Linked DNA regions of Arachis hypogaea: region 2 is linked to region 1. A link is a contact called in public Hi-C data. All regions are on one chromosome and are shown on one strand. Each heading gives the region's core, a stretch centred on a gene start, on an enhancer-like site or on the middle of the called end of the contact. The rest is flanking DNA. Distances are from core to core; before and after follow the strand shown. Region 1 holds the start of LOC112703470 (gibberellin 2-beta-dioxygenase 1). Region 2 holds the start of LOC112703471 (ubiquitin carboxyl-terminal hydrolase 15).

Region 1 (5,833 bases), core at 911-3,410:
TAACTTATGACTTGAGAATAAGTATTTGAATATTAGGATATTACAGCAACACGCTCCCTTTGCGTATTATCTCAGCATTTTCTGCACATCTACAATACAGCAATACACTTCAAATATCAATATTCAACCAAAACACTATCTTCATTTTCATATTAAAAATAATTTCTAAATTTATAAATATTTAATATAAAATTATTAAAAGATTAATTTTTTATTAATATTAGTTAATATTTTAGGTCATTATTTTAATTTTATACTATTAAAATTTTATTTTATTTTTATATTATTAAAATTTAATATTTATTTTTTAAATTTAAAATTTCATATTTAAAATTTAAAATTAATCAAATATTAATAAAAATTAATAAATTTTATTAGTCATATAAAATGACTCATTTAATATATATTATCTGTACAAACTTACAACATTGATTAATTCAATATGAGCATGAATTGAAGAAAGAAAAATGGAAAAGTTGAAACAAATTAAATGTACTTGAGAAACTAATAAAGTCTGGACTTGGATGAGGAGAAACGTAATAATGACTTCATGATGGCAGTTTGAATATTAATTTTAAAAAATTCAAAGTGTCCCTTCATCATTTTACCCGAACTAAAATGTTTCAATGCTTGTTGCTCTGTTTACACTAAATTAAACACGCAACTGCACCAAAAACGTGACGATATAGGTGCATGCATGACATGGAAGCTTATCTTCTAATTTATCGATTTTTCTTTGTTATTTAAAATTTTAATATATTCATAATTTAAATAATTGTATTTAAATATATGAGTTTAATTTTAAAATTTGTAAATACAAAACATTGTAATTCTATTAATTTATAAGTTTAAATGACCTTTTAAATAGTTCATTTAAAATTAATTATTTTTAATAATATAACAATACATGATTAGATATTGATATAATTTTTTCTAACTGTGATTATATAAAGATTAAATTTTTTAAATTTATTTAAGAACAAATATATTTAATTATGAATAAAATTTATTGTTATAATAATTTATAATATATTAAAATTTTTAATTAACAAGTAAGGTAGATGAAATATTATAAACGTTTTTTTTTTTAACATTGCTGTTAGTTATTATCATTAGCAAAGTTACCAGAAGGAAGAAAAGGTAGATGGCACTCTCAGCGGTGCAAAATGAGCTGCGTGCACTATCTACAAATGTGAGCATAGAGTAAAGGAATAATTAATTAAACTAATAAAAGGCTTAATGTTTCACCAAAATAGAAACAAGGGAAAACATATATATCAGATACAATGAAGAAAACCTTAAAGGAATCTCATCGATGCAACTACTTACTTTTTTCAATGTGATAAAGTTGTCTTGTATATTTTAGTGGGAGAAATCCTAGTAAATATAATGCTCAGGTAGGTGATGACTGGACTACTTTTTTCGGCAGGATTGTGATGTCCATTATTTAAAGAAAAAGGTCGGTTGTAAAAAATAGTATAAAATAATAATGACCACTCTATATTTACAAAAAATTATGAATATTTTAGTTTAGTCATTTTTCATATATCAACCTATTTGTCTTTTATTTTTTATAATTATAAACAAAAATAAATGTACATTAACAACAATTTCAATAGAGCTTCTAGAACTTTAAGTCTGCTAAGTATAGGAAGTAATTATTTTCAAATTTCATTTTCTATTGAAAATATTTGATAAAATGAGACTTATCCCAACATATTAGACGATTTATTTTTAATAGAAATTAATTAAAATTTATCATTTTATATAATTCAATAAAATTGAAATTGAATATTAGAATAATAAATTTATATTTAGTTTTAAACTACTAATTATAACATATAATCTCACAAATTTTAATGTACTATCATTTTGTATATGTAATAAAATTAAACGGAGACTATAAAAATACTGTAAAAGTGAAAAAACTAGCTTAAAGAATAAGGAGTATTTCTCATTACATAGACAGTAAAAACTATTTCCTTACTTAATTAACCAATGTGAGATAAAAAATTCATCTGATATTTTAGCTTGTAAATTTATGTTATGAAGATAAACATATTTTGAAATAAAAATATATTCTTGTCACTGTTTCTATTCCTGCTCTGTCCCTACCAAAGCTTTGCTTCTTGTATAAATAGGAAACAAGCTTAGCCGTTTTTTCTTCAAGCAAACCCCTCTTCTCAAAAAGCCTTATCAACTCTTTCACCCTCTTCAAATATCTCTCTTCTTCTTCTTCTTCCTCTTCCATACACAAATCTTCTCAATCACCAATAACAGACAAACAAAGAAAAATGCAATACTCGTACATGAGAAACTGTAGCAATAACAGAGCAGCCACATTCTCACCGCCGGTGGTGACTATTCCCATAGTGGACCTTTCAAAACCCGATGCACAGGCCCTCATAGTGAAGGCCTGTGAAGACTTCGGGTTTTTCAAAGTCATAAACCACGGCGTCCCTGTGGACGCCATTTCCCTCCTCGAAGAGGAGGCTACCAAATTCTTCTCCTTGCCGCTGAGCGACAAGGAGAAGGTCGGCCTTGCCAACCCCTTCGGGTACGGCAACAAGCGCCTCGGTTACAACGGCGACGTCGGTTGGATCGAGTACCTTCTCCTTAAAACCAATTCACAACACTCCAACACTCTCACACTACCTTCTGATCAAAACTCAGAGCAATTCAGGTAATATACGTGAATCTTACCATGTATTTTGGCATGGTCCCGTAAGCTAAAGGGATAACACTAGAATCAAAGTTTTAGATAATTATTATTTAAATTATTTTTTAATTAATAAAATAAAAAAATCGTGTTTAGTTATAAAAAACATTAATGTTAAAACCGTATTTATTATAAAGGGTGTAAACTTAGCGAAGTTTAATTTATTATTGTGTGTGTGTAGGTGTGCTTTGAACGAGTACATGCAAGCGATGAGGAAGATGGCGTGCGAGGTTCTTGAGTTAATGGCGGAAGGGCTGAAGATTGAGGAACGAAACGTGCTGAGCAAGCTTGTGATGGATGAGCAGAGTGACTCTGCTTTCAGGGTGAACCACTACCCTGCTTCCAATGGCGGAGGTGGTGGTGATGAGAACAAGAACAAGAACAACACCACTAACATGGTTGGTTTTGGAGAGCACACTGACCCACAAATAATTTCTCTTCTGAGATCCAATAACACCTCTGGCCTTCAGATTGATGTTGGTGATGGAAACTGGATTCCTGTTCCTCCTGATCACAGTTCCTTCTTTGTCAATGTTGGTGATTCACTTCAGGTACATAAAAGAGAAATGACAAATATAAGTGTTTTGTTTTTTGGATTTCTAACCTTTTTTGTTTTAAAATTTTTAATTTTATTGTTGTCAATGGATAATAACAAGTGGAAATAGTAGTTTTTCTGCATGTAGATAAACTTCTCCTTTTTGCTTTTTTGAATGTGTGTGAGCACATTTTGGTTGACTTGTTAAAATTATTATTGCACCTGCCACATTATTCAACTCCCCCTCTCCTTTTCCCAAAACCACATGAATTTATTTATTCAATTTTATTTTTTTTTTATACATAAAAAAAGTTTTGCTTTCGCGTTATGTCAGTATAGTGTAATATTATATATAATTGGAAAAAAAAAATTGAGATTCACAATTTTTATTTATACTGATTAATATTTTTAGTCAGTACTGTATTTATATTAATATTATACTAGTGTATTTAGATTTTTTTAACATACATGGGTATATTTGTTGGCTAATTATTAACGAAAGTAGTAAATTGTGTTTACTCTTGTAGCACTAATGATATATGATATCTTATAGTATAGTATCAATTTGGTGTAGTATGTATTAGTAATCTAACATGAATTTTTTGCTACGTTTGGTGACACAAAACATAAAGGTTATGACGAATGGACGGTTCAAGAGTGTGCGGCACAGAGTGATAGTGGACAACGGTTACAAATCAAGGCTATCAATGATTTACTTTGTTGGTCCACCATTGAGTGAGAAGATTGCACCATTGCCTTCCCTCATGCTTGGAAAGGAAAGCTTATACAAAGAGTTCACTTGGTTTGAATACAAGAACGCTGCCTACTCTACAAGATTGGCTACCAATAGGCTCATACCCTATGAGAAGATTGCTGCCTCTTAATTATTCAACTTGAGGGCCACCATCACTCCACTACTTGTCAATATATATAATATAAAGATAATTAAGGAGAGGGTATATATATATAAGTGTTAATGTATATGATAAGTTTGTTTTTTTCTTTTCTTTTGGTGCTTTTTCGTGGTGTTATCTGCCAATCATAAATGAGTCATAGCTTATAAGTTAGGATAAGATAGGAATAATAATAATAATGATATGAATATGGTATAGTATAGTATATATTCCCTTTCCTTTTGCTTCGATATTTATGTAAGTTCTGCTTGCTAAGTAAATGACACATATATATGATATGATAATAATGGAGGTATGTCTGATTCCACGTACAATAATGGTACTCAGATTATGTTTTCTTTTTTTCTTTAATACATTATACACACTACAGTATGAGAAAGGCTCTTAAACCATTCTTTCTGAGCATGAGTTGAGAATCGAATCCTTGTGTACATTGGGCATAGGGACGGAGGACAAGTGGCCTTGACACTTCTAATATATATATATATATATATTTGATAAAATAAAAAATATTTAGTAATTTTATATATAATTATTTTTAAAAATATGATAAATTTAAGTTTTAATAATTTTTTTATTAATATTTTTATTTAACTAATTTAATATTACACACTTAAATCTTTATATTTTTCAAATTAATTTTTATATACTTATTTTTATAGAGATAATAATTTACTCCGTTATATTTTAATAATCACATTTTTATTTTAAATTTTTTCTTATAAAAAATACTAATTTTTTTAAAACTTATATTATAAAAAAACATTTACCTTAATTTTTTATAATAATCTATTTATTTTATTTTGAGAATTGTATTTTATATTCTAGTACGTTGAGATAATTATTAATAATTTATGATTTTTTTTCAAGTTTTTAAAATTTTTAAAGAACTCATTTTAATTAAAAAATATATATAATAATTTTATTTTTAACTAAATATACCATAAAAATATTAGTATTTTGTGATTTTACAGAGTATTATTGATATTATTATTTTTTTATATATTAATAAAATCTTAAAATAAAATTCAGTAGTTACATATCTTTATATAATGAAAAATAATATAAAAAATAATTAAAAAATTATATATATATAAAATTCAGTCCCCGTATATCAAAATTGCTACATCCATTTCTTATTGGACATGCCAATGTACTGTATGCCAGGCTATTCTTGTATGTCATTGAATAAGAAAATTGGTTAAAAGAAAATCTCCAATATTAATTAAGTAGTCTAAAATAAATGATAGAGTAGCCTTCTAACTATTTACACATATCAGTCTCTTTTAATGACAAAATAATGTCATTTTAAGTAATTAAATAGTCCTTATAAAATAACGATCTATCGAGATATCAAAGACCGCTTAGACTAATAATATGAGTTAATTAGATGATGGTTGGAAATCGAAAAGACATATTTTTTTAAAATTAAACTACGAAGATGTAGCACATGGTGTTTGGTCAGAACAATATGTGGGCTCAAATATAAAGCAGGGACCATGTTTATTATTATAATAATGACAATAATAAGGTTAGAATATGGTGTAATAGAATGGGTAATGAGATGGAGCACTAGGCCCAAAACGAAACGGGTAAGAAGAGAGGGACTTGTCACAACTGTTCCAACAGTGATGACATGTTCAAATTCTCGGCAACACAAACACA
Region 2 (5,833 bases), core at 2,290-4,789, 210 kb before region 1:
GGAACCAAGAAAAAGAAACTGTGAAGTCATCGATGCAGTCATCCGGTGGGAGTTCACCAAATAACTCTCCAAACCCCATCCATGCAGGCTTGCCACCGTCCATCAACTACTCGAAGTCGCTGAGGCACCCACTCACTGCATGACCGTCAATAGGAAGGCCAAACTGGTATGCCACATCTTGCAGTGTTATGGTACACTCCCCAAATGGCATGTGGAATGTATGCGTCTCGAGACGCCATCGCTCCACAAAAGCACTGATCAGCGGCTCATCAAGCTTGAACCAATAATCATTCAACCGAGCAACATGTAATAGGTTGGCACGATCTAAGTACGGGAGTATAAGATCATGCAGTATCATCTTCTGTTGCCGATGCACGCTCCTAACGCATCGGGTTAGCTGAAAATACGCATACATAAGCACATCATTAATTCGGGTCCTTATACAGACAGACATAGAAAATAACTTAGTCCAAGACAAATATCCAACTCACAGATGGCATCAAAATGGATATGTTCATAATAACATTTCATGTTCAATTCGACATTACCAATATAATGTAATAACCAAAAAATGCAGAACCGAACCGATCAAGTCACCGGGTTAATGGTTGAACCGATACTTCATCGGTTGAACCGATTGACCCGGTCCTATATTATTTAAAAAATAAATTATATAAAAATTTTTAAAAATAAAAATTAAAATACATATTTTCACTAATAATCCAACTTCAACATTTTAAAAAATTTTTTAAACTCAAGCGGTTCGATCGAACCGGACTTACCGAGTGATATTAGTTTAAACCATTTTACTCCGGGTTTGACCACACCCAACCGGTTCGGTTCAATTCGGTTCGGTCAGGTTTGGTCCGGTCCGGTCCATGCCCGATCCGGTCCGATCTAGTCCTGTTCTGCTATCAATAGTAACAACAACAAATTTTTTAATGATTCTGCCATCAGAACCATCACCCAGTCATGAGCGAATTCCATAATCTATTAAGAACACTGATTTCTAACGTCTTATACTAGACTAAAAACTAACTAAATCACTAAACATGGTATCCGCCAACGTCATAATAAAAAAATATTCTAAGATGCATATTCACCCTATACAATATCATCCAACATACTATATCATCCAACATATCAATGTACTTAACATACCCATGGCATTGACTCAACAACATTATAAAATTCAAAAACTTACCTCTTGATCTATAAATCCGGCAACATGCGCAATGCCGTTTAGGCGGTACATATCTCCTTGGTTAGCGGCCATTATCACCGCCGGACAGATTTCCAACTCCACCAGCCGGCCACTGGCGGCCCACTGCCACCACCCTCTGTGCCACTCAGACGCCTCTGCCCACCACCAGTTGCACCTCCGCCACCGGCTGGTCCCACACCCGAAACACTTCTCTCCCCAAACTTCCTCTCCGGTGAACAATGGTGGCTCCCAAACCTCCTCTCACCCTTTCCGCCGCAGCAACTGCAAATGTGACTCGTGCTTGACTCCTTAGGGTTATAACTTGGGCATAAATCGTCCCAGTCCTGTGAGTGTTACAAAGTAACACATAAATCGTCCCAGGCTGAGGAGGGTCCCAATAACACATAAATCGTGGCAGCCCAGTTTGGTTTAGCCTATGAACACGTAAAACCTACTACCCTGAGACGATTTATACTCTACTTCTAACCCAAGAAGCCCTGCCACGATTTACTCTTAATTTGCCTCACAAATTCATGCATTAATCGTCCTAGGGTGACATGATTCATGTTTTATATAACCCTTTGCACCCTAGGGCGATTTATATAATAATACAAAAAGGGTAATCAAGTTACAGAATTTGTTTCAGGAGAATCAGGTAATTTTGAATCCCAAACAATTTATTTAAGTAAAAAACCCTAATAAATTCTAGCGTGCCTGAGGTTAATTATACTGTAGAGAAATATTCAATAATAGTAATATTTTTTTTTTTTTTTTTGTAAAAGCAAAACTTGTTATCACGGTCTAAACTTTTAGATCTCTAATCTAAACTGCTTTCATACACATTTCTATCAATTACTGTATAATTGTTTAATTACATCTACATGGCACACACGAATACTATCTTAGAAAGAAAGAAATTTCTTTTTTGAAGGATGGATTTTGCATAATGTAGTGGGTTGACTTGTGTCCTCGTTACTATAATGAGACTATATCAAATTTTAACAGGGTTATGTTTTGTAATTAGTTAAATGATATAAATAAAATCTAAAAGATTTTATGTGTAGATAAAAAATAATTACTAAAATAATTATTATATATTTATATATAAATATATGTATTATTTAATTTATTTTATATTTTAATATATATATATATATATTATATGAATAATTAAATTAATGACTAATTTTTTATATACATATAAAATAATTGATATGATAAAATAAGATATAATATATTTGAAATGAAAAATCAGTACAAAATAATATGAAATGAGAAATTTTAAACATTTTATGCAATGATATATATGAATTATGAAATTACAAACTTATTTTAAATTCATAATCTTATTCATAAAAAATAAAATAAAACAAGGTTATTTAATATATTTATATTTAACTAACACAAGTGAGTAATATTAAGGGACCTCATGTCTTAAAGTAAATAAACTAATTCAAACAGAAACAAAAATTGAACAAACTTATCATTATTTAAAATTTTATTAAGGGTTAAATACGATTTTGATTTTTAAAGTATAGATTAAAATTTTTCTTTTTCGTTTTAAATATTTTATTCATATAAAATGATTCTTAATGTTTAACATAATTTTAAAATTATTATTTTGATTTAAATCTTAAATTCTAGACTAAATTATTCCTAACAAAAAATTATTAAATTAAAAAAAAAGAAAAAGAACATACAAATCATTAATAAAAAAAAGAAAAAAAGATGTTGTGATAAAAAAAAGAGATATTATAATAAAAAAGATATTTAATCTAAAAATTGATTTTAAAATTATGTTAAATTTTAAAAATAATTTTATATAAAAAAATTAAAAATAAAAAAATTTTCAGCTTATACTTGAATCCAACATTCTACCGAACGCTTTTATTAATGATGCAAAAATTATTGATTCTCTGGTCTTATGTGATTTATTTTTTAATTTAAATTAATTTAGTATTCTATTTTATTTTTTCCAGTTTCCAATTTTCTTACCACTGACATTGTAATATTCGGAGCAAAAGGACTGTCATGGCTCTCTCACATCACATGCCTCAGATCAAAAAGTTTATTATTATAATAATTTCTTCTTCCCCACCGTTCAAAATTCCCACTCTGACCAACAATTATGCTCTTATTAATGCATCCCCGTACACGTGGCACCCTTGGAGAATCATTGGGAACATCATCTAAGTGGGTCCCACTAACACAAGCACAATTCCGGGACCCCCACATCTGACGTCCCAAAACCCTAAATCTAATCCAACAGTTTATATTTCGCCACGTGTCCCAACTTTATTGAAATATTTCACAGTGCGGCCACAGCGTAACATTACCCTCGCAAACGTTAAAGAAAAGGGGTATTATGGGGTTACACAAGTTCTGAAGTGAAAGAGAGGGAATCAACGAATCTGTTGAAGAAGAAGAGAAGAATAGAGAGGTGAAGTGTTGGTGGGTTTTGCTCAGATTTCTTCCCCTTTGTTGAAGGTAATGCTTCAAAGCTTCTTACTTGCATTGCATTGTTTCTTTCTTCAGCTTCCATTGTACTTTGAATCTGAGATTGGTACATGCTACTATATCTTTTCTGGGTTTTGTCAAGATTTTTCTTTTCTTTTTTTCTTTTGGGTTGTTATGTGGAGCTGGAGAGTTGAAAATTTTCTATTGTTTGAAGAAAAAATGATTTAATTAATTATTTTTTTGGAGGGTGGTTCGGTGGTTTCTTTTGGTGAAAGCATCTTTTTAGGTGGAGTGCTTTGTCACATTCTCTCTTCCGAATTGTGAAATTTTGGGTATTTTTCCTTAAATGGGTGTTAGTTGAATATAAAATTAGAGTTGTGGGCACAATGGAAGAGGTTTGGTGCTGTTTATTTTTCTTTATTATGTGGCCTTTGCCTTGTTTCTGTGCAATGATTGGTCTACCACTGTTGACATCTTTTGAGGTGTGTGTTGGTGAAATCGTATTTAATTAGAGCAGTTTTATGTTCCTTGTTTTATTGAAAACTGGTTGCTAAAAACATAACATGGCTATGTAGACTTCGGTCAAATTTCTTGTCATTTGTCAAATATGAAAGATTTGTTTATACTTTTTATTTTCTTCTTTCAGTAAATTTAGAATTCTGTCAAATCATGATGGCACTGCATTGTAACATGAAGAGCACTGGTTTTCCTTTTCTGACAAACTTTTATGTGTTACTTGCTTCTGTGCTATGAAATAATGAACAAGCCATGATTGTATGGGGTTATATACAAGGTAGTTGAATAGCTTATTACTCAAAGAAGGAGTTCAGCTTAACAGTTCCAACTTTTTTTCACTGTTTATTTGTTCTAAACTGAATAAACTAATATAATTAACTTAAGAATTCTAAATATAATTTTTAATAGCAGAAAGAAACTTGAAAGGTTTGAATGGTTTGATAGATGCTATTTACTTTGACTTATAGGTGATCAATGATCATACACTGATTAGTGTTTGGGTGGAAACTGGACATGAGTATGCTGGTGGGGATATGCTCGAACCGCGTGAATCTGATATTCCTCTCCTGTTTCTGGTCCTGGTTGTATTTCCTTTGGTGGCTTATATCTTACTTGGAAAATGGAGCGAGACTACTAAGAAGAGAGATAGGATAAGCTTGCTCGCCCAGTTGGCTGCCGAAGAAGCTTTGAGAGCAGAGGAAATGGCCGTCCCTGATTTGATTCCTCTGGTGCCTTCTTCTAAGATTGCTTCTAAGAGTGAACTTCATCCTCTATCAAAGAAGAGTGAACATCAGCAATGTGCCCGGTGCTCGGCCCCATCCAAGACTCGCTGCTCCAGATGCAAGGCTGTTAGATATTGGTAATTCTTTTAACTAATTGCATTTGTTTTACGTTTTTAATTAAATGTTTGTTGAAGCATCTTTGAATCTGTTTGTAAGGATAAATGTCTTCAAACTAGATTAATATTACACACTGCCAAGTAAAATGTAAACTATGAAATGTGTTGTGCGTAATCAGTTTAGAAGGGCAATATACCCTTAGGTTTGCCAATTGTTGTTAATAAACACATGGCTAGAAGAATTGGCTTGTCACCGGTAATGTGCTCAAACAGTTTTAAGATAGATAGCTGTTGCCTACTTGCCTCGTTGGTACTCGGCTCAAATAACTTTTAGATAGGTAACCTGTTTGCCTCAATGCCTCTTAACTGCTCTGTTTGCCCACTAATAACTGTCACTTCGATAAAATGGAATGTAGTAATAGAAAAGAAATGGAGCTAGAGAGTGTAGTATTCACATTAGTCTATTTATCCCCCGTGTCGTACAAACTGGTGGCCCTTTGATGGGTTATTCTGCAACCTAAATTTCAGCAACTCTATTATCTGTATAGTGATTTTCTTCTTCAACATTGTAATTATTGAGGAGAATGTTGTGGTTTACTTTAAGTTACTTTTTAAAATTTGAGCTGGAAGTGGTTTGCAGCTCCGGGAATTGTCAGATAATCCACTGGAGGCAAATTCACAAGCAAGAATGCCAACAATTGGAAACACAAAAAACAGGCTCATTTTCTCTGAGCGGTTCATTCGATGAGTTCAGTCATGAGAATGGCTTTTATGAAAGCATGAACACCCAGTTCTTTGGACACACTTTGAAGCAGACA

Evidence for each region. A called contact is a pair of places that touch in the nucleus more often than the background predicts.
Region 2: a Hi-C map of leaf shows a contact between it and region 1, with 2.8 times the contacts expected there. The contact joins the promoter of LOC112703471 here to the promoter of LOC112703470 in region 1. A contact is called at or near these places in 5 of 8 Hi-C or Micro-C datasets (leaf and an unstated tissue).

The regions. Positions count from the first base shown.
Region 1 is chr7:74,777,020-74,782,852 of arahy.Tifrunner.gnm2.J5K5, reverse strand. LOC112703470 (gibberellin 2-beta-dioxygenase 1) reads left to right here and starts at 2,160. Exons shown (of 3, transcript XM_025754932.3): 1 at 2,160-2,683; 2 at 2,901-3,270; 3 at 3,887-4,485. The coding sequence starts at 2,295. The coding sequence ends at 4,138.
Region 2 is chr7:74,991,521-74,997,353 of arahy.Tifrunner.gnm2.J5K5, reverse strand. LOC112703471 (ubiquitin carboxyl-terminal hydrolase 15) reads left to right here and starts at 3,539. Exons shown (of 14, transcript XM_025754933.3): 1 at 3,539-3,691; 2 at 4,645-5,036; 3 at 5,656-5,833. The coding sequence starts at 4,711.